2 separate regions of the Mus musculus genome follow, and region 2 is linked to region 1. A link is a contact called in public Hi-C data. All regions are on one chromosome and are shown on one strand. Each heading gives the region's core, a stretch centred on a gene start, on an enhancer-like site or on the middle of the called end of the contact. The rest is flanking DNA. Distances are from core to core; before and after follow the strand shown.

Region 1 (4,182 bases), core at 458-2,957:
GCTAAGATTAAAGGTGTTCACAGCCTGGCTTCCAAAGTAAACTTCAAGGGACATGTTTATTAAGGTGTTAACAGCTGTGGAATAGTTTGACCATGAAACTTTTGGTCCCCATAGTACCAGCACCTAAAAGGCAACTAATTCAAATTTCAAAATGTAGACAGAGTTCAAGCTGGGAAGATGCTTCAGTTGGTAAACATCTTGCTGTTCCAATATGAGGACCAAGTAAAACACCCAGAACCTATGATAAGAAAAGGTTGAGCCCAGTGGTGTGCACTTGAATTCCTAGCTCTGGGAAGCAGACAGAGACTCGCCCTGTAGTCCAGATAGTCTAGCTCCCTTGGTGAGTTCCAGGGTATTAAAGGGCTTTGTTTGAAAAAAAAAAAAAAAAAGGTGTGTGTGTGTGTGTGTGTATGTGGTGGTCACCTGAGGAAAGACAGAGAGGTTGTTTTCTAACCTCTATATGTACCTACACATGTGCATCTTTATACAAAGGCACAGGCTTGTATTCAAACACACACACACACGCATGCACAGAGTAATAATCAAGTGTCTACTGCGTTTGGACACACAAAGCCAGCCTCTTCTTTCTAGTCCCCCCCCGAGGAGACTGGAACAGGAAAGCCCCTGGCGACGCTCCAACACTGAGTTTTAGATGTGAAGCAAGGATGGAACCCTACCAAGTGCACTAACGCCTCTGGAAATAAGATTGTTCCCACTGAACTCTTATTCAGGCCCAAATCCTCAAAAATTAGACAGAATTTGCTTCTCTGTTTTTAGGGAAATTAATCCAACCAAGATAATTACAGCAACTCACATTGGAAACTGATGACTCATGAGAAAGATGGAAAACAATTACCTTCTTAAAGTGACAGGGAGAGAGTGCTGCTGAGGTTTCAGGACCTCCCTTTGGTCTTCCCAAATTTACTGAGGTATATGTATAAGGAGTATCACAGCCAGCCTTGGCTACGTAAAGTTCAGGGCCAGTCTGAGCTACAGAATGAGGTGCCTTCCCACGTGGCAAAGGCTGGATGTGCAGTGTATGTTTATGTTTTTAATCCCAGCATTCAGGAGGCAGAGGCAAAGTTAGGTGGATCTTCACGAGTCTAAGACCCGGTTTACACAGTGAGTTCCAGGCTGGCCAAGGCTACTCAGTGAGACCTGTCTCAAAATACCACTGATAAACCAACAAGCAAGCAAACAAAAGGTGTGGCAGCTGGAGAGATGGCTCAGCAGTTAAGAGTATCGGTCACTCTTCAGAGGACCCAGGCTCAGTTCCCAGTAGATACATGGCAGCAAACACCCATCTGTGTCTCTAGCTGCGGAGGATTTGATGCTCCGCACTGGACTCCTTGGGCACTAAGCATGCAACAGTACTTTACTTCAAGCTGAGAGGAGGAGGCAGCAGCCTGCTTGGGTGCTGCCTGTCCACACCTCATTCATGCAGTTAACATAGTACAGGCTTTCTCAAGGACTGCCACAAACAGCAAGTGTGGTGACATTTGAAAATCCACCATGTAATAGTTCAGACACATCTATACACAGGCTGCTGCCTCCTCTGTTCACCAGCATGCCACTCATACTTCCCATGGGACAGTTATGCCAGGAGCCTCTGGCTTCCTCTTTCAATTCCTGCCTCCTGTCCTCTGCTGGAGCACAGAGGTCCCCAGGCCTGCAAATCAGAGTTGGAGTTCTCTGAGCAATCAGCTACTAACAGGAAGTCTTGTCTTTTTCAGAGCCTGCTGCAGGGTGTGATACACGCTTGTCATAAACTGTACAAACAACACAGCATTTCTTCATCAATGTTGCTTTTGTAATGTATTATGGGAGCATTTGCATACATAATGTCTTTTCTTAAAGACAAGCAGAGGTGAAGAATACAACATGCAGAAGTATTAAGAAATACGACATTTTCTGGTAGGAAAGTTTGGGAGTAACTTAGAGTAACCTTAGATATAGAAAGATTATGTTTGCCTTAGGATTCAGTCTTCTCTCTCTTCTTTCCCTGAACCGAGCGCCTTGAATACATCGGGCATACACTCTATTATGCTATAATCATCTTTCTTACGAGATTGATTTTGTTTTAGTTTTCTGAGATAGGACTTTACATAGCCCAGGCTGGCCTCAAAGTTGCTTTGTAGTTCGGACTACTTTGTTTTTAACCTGTGATCTCTCCCAGCCTTAACCTCCTGAGTGATAGTGATTAAATCCAGGGCTTCCTTCACACTTGCGAACTAGGTAGGCAAGGACTCCAGCAACCAAGCCACACCCTTCTAGCTAAGGTGGCTTAGCTAGAAGGGATAGAGCATTTCATCACAATTTAAACTTGCTTTGCACTGAATCTGCCCTGGTGGTCTGCAAAGTGTTCCGTGGCCCTCCTCCTCCACCCTGGGTCCACTGTGGAGGGAAAACGGAAATAAAAAGCCTAGGGCTGGGTAGAAAGCTTGGTGGATAAAAGTGCTTTTCTGCCAAGCCTGGTGACCTGAGATCCATCCCTGGGCTCCACATGGTAGAAGGAGAGAAGTGGTTGTCCTCTGACCTTTATGTGTGCACCACAATATAGTGTACAAACACACACACACACACACACACACACACACACACACACACACGGTTTTTAAGAAGCATGCAACTATGCAACAGAGGTGGAGAGAAGTGGGTGGCAGTGTGAGCCACCAGGCCCCTCTCAGGGTGATGGCCATTGCCTGCTGAAGACAGCCCCAGGGAACCGTGAGAACAGTAAAATACATGCTGACAGACTTCCTAAGATGTCACTTTAAGGTCCTTAAGGTGCTACATGTGCATTTGCCATGGGACACAGGGAGAATGAAACTTCAAGGTGACCCTTTGAGAAGGAGATACATTAAAAAAAAAAAGGCAGAAATAATGCATTTATTTAACCCAGCAATGGTTATAATGTGAGGGCCTGCAATCCGCTCACACAACAACTGTTTGGCAAGCCCCCCTGTGTTCCAACAAATATTAAACTGTGCTTGCCATTTGTCTACGGAATCTTGCATTAATAAACATGAAGAAGAACACTTTACCTCCCACTCTCAGTGATGGGACCAAACAAAGACCAGCTGTACTCATCAATGGGGCCTTGTTCTGTGCATAAAGGCTAATTACATTTTGCTTCAAGCCTACACATGGAAAACTTTACTGCCACTGTCCCTATCACAGCCAGCCAAGCAGTCCCAGCTGACGCACAGCTGAAATGACTGCAAAAGCAGCAGTTAGGGATGGGGGTGGAGGGCTCCAAGTGGCCTTGTTGCCTTTGACCTGTACCCCCATCCCCTGCAAGGGTCTTGGGGAGCCCAGATTGGCCTCTAAGGATACAGCTGAAAATGACCTTTAGCTCCTCCTCTGCCTAGCCTCCACCGCCCAAGTGCTGGGATTAGAGGCATGTGCCGCCACACCTGTTTCTTGTAGTATTGAAGATCAAGCTCAGGGCCTTGTGGATCCTGGGCAAGCACCCTATCAGCTGAGTTATATCCCCCAGTCCGTGTGGCTTCTTTTTAAATGCGGATGGTCGGCGGTCTGAATGACTGACAAGCAGTGTGTATCCTATAAATTGACAAAACTTCAGACCAACGCTGTTCAGGAAATGTACACGGGGTTCTGCTGAGCGTTCCCAGCCCTTGCAGGGACGGTTCTCCACACTCACTCCAACCTCTCCACAGCCTCTCAGTAATGCAGCTGTCCTTATGCCCCCTGTACAAGAGAGGCCCTGGAGGTCACAGTGTGGATAGGGAACAGAGGGCTCGCTCTCCCAGCAGCCTTTTCTCCCAAGCCTACATGCTTCTCTGTCTCCCACTCTCTTCCCAGGGTCTCTGTCAGCCATATTGAAGCATTCTACAGAGGTTCTTAGAGATGTTTAAGATTATCCCAGAACTGATTTCTCCCCAGCATAGGAATAAAAATATGTCTGTTCCAAAAACATACAAGGAAGTTGCAGCTGAAGCAGAGAGTGAGGTGACAGTCCTTTCAAAACTGAGAGGAGGAGAACGCAGAGGAAGCAGCTAGTTATTGTATTTAGCTTGAGAGAGGGTCTTGCTTAATAGCTTAGATTGGTCTAGAACTTGCAATCAGTCCTTTTGCTCCAGCTCCCCAAAACAGTTTACAGGAATGTGCCCATCACACTTGTTTTTGCTGGTGGTGTTTTTAGATAGGCTATGCTATTAT
Region 2 (3,807 bases), core at 1,224-3,723, 230 kb after region 1:
CCCGGGAGGGATTGTGGTCCTACCTTGCAGCAGCCGGCTTGCCAGAGATCCTTGGCAGCGGCGTTCTTGTCTGCAGACATCTTTCTGTGGTAGTGGAGGCTCCAGACACTCTGGTCCAGGGCATCTATCATAAAAATGGATAGCTTGACCTTGCTCTTGAATGAACCATTGATTGCAAAGACGATGAGGAGAGTCAAAAGTCCCCCTTAAGTACAGCGGGGTTGGCGGTTTGGCAATCTAGACGGCTGGAAGAGGCTGTTTTCCTAGTCGTCATTGAGAATCTACTTAATAATTGCCCAAGGTTCGCTCTTCCTCACGCAAGGGGAGTCTGATTTAATGGACTGTCTGGCAAGGGTGGGAGAATCTGATTAACTAGCCTACTCTGGCTTCCACCTTGAGAAGGGAGGGGTCGCAGATATGGGAGTTCAAGGCGGGCAGTTTAGGGAACCAATTGGAACTAATTTCAAACGGGTATCTCTGCTTTTCAGCATTCCTCAATTTAATACGGGCTCGTGAGTGGGAGTCAGGATCAGTTTACACAAGCTACGGTTGATCAGATCACCAGTTTTATTACCACCTGAGTCGGAGCGGGTGGCAAAGTCTGGTTCTATTTGCTTTTGGAATCGCTCTGTGTTTTACTAGGGAGCGTCCCACTCCCTGAGTTGCACACTCTTTTTCTTCAAAAACGAGCTTCCTAAAGAAAAAGGGTGGGGGAGAAAAAGTGGCCCCATATTCCTTCCTTGTCCTCTGATGCAGCCTGATTTATTTAAGATCCATTTGTCTCAAATCCTGCCCCAGTTTCTCCTAAGGTCACCACATCCCACCCCCCCACCCCCCTTTCCCCGTCGTCCTCAGAGCGGTGCATTTGACACCAGCTCAGGAATCTTGTAGCTTCTCGCCTTTCTGCTCCCAGAGGAATCTGTTATTCAGCACTTCAAAGTCCAGGACTTGTTTGCACCTCTTCTTTTAAACAATAGACCAAATTTCCTGTCACTGCCTCTCCTTAAAAACCCGCCTACCCGGGCTCCCTGGAACAATCCAGGTTGTTACTGCTGCAGCTATTGCTGCAGCTGAAGCAAAAAGAGCTCGGTGCTCTTGTGTCTCTGAGCCCTGAGAAGGCACAAACAACGGTGGGGCATGAACCACACACTATGCGGGCAGCGTGTTCCCTGGGTAACTTTGAATCGGTTACTAACCGGTCTACCTCAGTGTCCTCAGTACTAACTTAACATAAACTGCTCTTCCCATACTGATGGTGAAACAGTGAAGAGCTAAGAACAGTCTCGGGGGATGGAGAGGTGGCTCAGTGGTTATTCTTCCTGATGACCCGTTTCATTTCCCAGCACCCGTATTGGTGGCTCATAATTGTCTGTAACTCCAGTCCCAGTGGCTCTAACACCTCATCCTAGCCTTCAAGGGCACTACTCAAATGTGGTGAATAAACATTTGTACAGGCAAAACACTCATATGTATAAAATATAGTTAAAGGAAAAAATATGTAAAGGGTTTTGATATGTTTGGGGGTCTCTTGCTATGAGGCTCTGGCTGGCCTGGAACTAGCTATGTAGACCAGGTTGACCTTGAACTCATAGCCTGCCTCTGCCTCACAATGCTTAGGATTAAATATGTGTGCAACTACACCTGGAATATAGATATAAAATAAAGCATACAGTTTCTAGGCTAGGGATGTAGCACAGTGATAGATCAAGCTTACTTAGTGTATGCAATATCCCAGGTTTAATTCCCAATGTTGGGATAAAAAAGAAAGGGGTGGGGTGGGGGCGGCCATGCATTAGTTGGTAGATTGCTTACCCAGCAGGCATAAATAAAGCCTTGGTTCCATCTACAACATGCATAAACCTAGCATGGTGCATGTCTATAATCCCAGCACTCAGGGGTAGAGGCAGGATGATCCAGAGTTCAAGGTCAGAAGCTATAGAGGTGGCTCAGCAATTAAGCACACTTACTCTGGGCGAAAATCTCAGTTTAGTTGCCAATACTCCTATAAGATTGTTCACAGTAACCTACACTCTAGCTCCTAGGGATCCAGCGCCCTCTCTGGCCATCACAGGAACCTGCACTTAGATGCACATACTCACAAACACATGTGCATCCACAGAAATAAGAATTTAATTTTTAAACAGAGGTTGTGGTTATCCTGTCTGTATAGAGCATTTAAGACTACCCTGAAGTATATGAGACCTTGTCAAAAACAAAACAAAACAAAATAAAACAAAACAAAACAGCTTCTGCCTCCTCATAATTATCAAAAGGACCCTGTGGGATTTTTGCTAGGATTAATTAAGTTACTTACTATACTGAAAGCTTTAGGCCTGGCACAAGACACTCTTGTTTGAGATAGGGTCTCCTGTAACTCATGCTGACACTCCACTCCTGATCCTCCTGCATCCACCTCCTGAGTGCTGAGATTACAAGCAAGTGCCACTTTGTCTGGCTCTCAGCCAGTTTCGGTTTTGCTTCTTCTTCCTCATTCCTGAAGGGATCTTTGGCCACACCCTTCCTTCAGTATGTCTGCTCACTAATTGTGCCTAATTTTTGTCATAGCAACAATTAATTTTGTTCACTAGGCCAAATGTGTCTTACAATAGTCATAGCTCAGACTTTTGTGTTTTGAGACAAGGTCTTGTGAGATAGCCTAGGCTGGTCTAGGACTCTCCACTCTCCTGCCTAGAACCCCTTCCCCAGTGATGGGGCTGAGGGTCTGGTTCAGTGGTAGGGTGTGGCTCAGTGGTAGAGCCCCTGCCTAGAATCCTCCAGGGAGGGGCTGGGGACGTGGCTCAGTGGTAGAGCACCTGCCTAGAATCCCCCAGGGAGGGACTGGGGGCGTGGCTCAGTGGTAGAGCTCCTGCCTATAGTTCTCTGGTGTGTGGAAGAATGCTTGCTTATCCTGTATGGGCGGCCCTAGGTTCCATCCTGAGTAACATTAAGAAGACAAAAGGGGGTGGGGGTGGGGTGGGTATGGGGGACTTTTGGGATAGCATTGGAAATGTAAATGAGGAAAATACCTAATTAAAAAAAAAAAAGAAGAAGAAGACAAAAGAAAAAGATGCCTCCTAGATGAGAACAGGGCTCTTGCCTATTCTCACCTCTCTCAATCCACTCACAAAGAAGGAGCAGAGAGGCCTGAAGTGACCGCACACACCTGCCTTCATGGATGGTGATGAAATCAACAGAAGCCTGCAGCTTTTTTGACCTCAGGGGAAACTGCTGGTAAGCTAGTTTTGTCACTCATGAAAAAGCCTTTTCAGGTCATAGGTAGTTTTCAGTCTGGCTAGAGGGCTCTGAGTCAAGGTCCCTTTAATATCCTGTAAGTTAAGAGTAAATCACAGAGGTTCAAGTGGACTTCCTGGACAACCTCCCCTCCTTGTTTGAGCAGAAGTGTCTTGTCCTGACTCCTCCTCCATACACACACCCTTTGGTGCACTGGGCTTGGCTGTAACCATGGCAATGGACTTGTCTTTCCCAGATTCCTAAGCCTCTGGACTCTCACCTCCCCAACTCCCCAGAGGTCCAGTGATTCACCAAAGCTGCTCCAAGTCCAAAGACCCAGAAGCCTAATAAACCAGTCTTCCCACCTACCACCTCACATCCCACCAGGCAACTGAGTGCTCCTTGTTTTGTGTCCCGAGGCCAAGATTGCAACAACCATCCAGGAGGCAAGCAGCTCCAAAGGACAGCCGGCACTTCAAAAACACTGTGGAAATCAGACGGGAACTTCCTGCCTCCTCCCGGCTAGCTGTCTAGCCAGCAAGCTCTAGCCTGGGAGGTTAAGCTTCCCTGGCAAGC

The links. A called contact is a pair of places that touch in the nucleus more often than the background predicts.
Region 2: a contact with region 1 is called in a Hi-C map of bone marrow-derived macrophages, with 15 read pairs. The contact joins two enhancer-like sites. A contact is called at or near these places in 1 of 484 Hi-C or Micro-C datasets (bone marrow-derived macrophages) and 3 of 9 other capture datasets (adipose tissue, embryonic stem cells and liver).

What each region holds. Positions count from the first base shown.
Region 1 is chr5:136,354,279-136,358,460 of GRCm38.p6, forward strand. All of the region lies in intron 8 of Cux1 (cut-like homeobox 1), which reads right to left. Among named protein-coding and RNA genes, the nearest start is that of Mir721, 19 kb to the right of the region's middle. Within about 2 kb of position 1,708, at least 16 of the 459 cell types and tissues checked have an H3K27ac peak or open chromatin away from gene starts, as enhancers often do. A contact at or near this core is called in bone marrow-derived macrophages, where this site is marked.
Region 2 is chr5:136,581,393-136,585,199 of GRCm38.p6, forward strand. No RefSeq gene overlaps it. Among named protein-coding and RNA genes, the nearest start is that of Cux1, 16 kb to the left of the region's middle. Within about 2 kb of position 2,474, at least 61 of the 459 cell types and tissues checked have an H3K27ac peak or open chromatin away from gene starts, as enhancers often do. A contact at or near this core is called in bone marrow-derived macrophages, where this site is marked.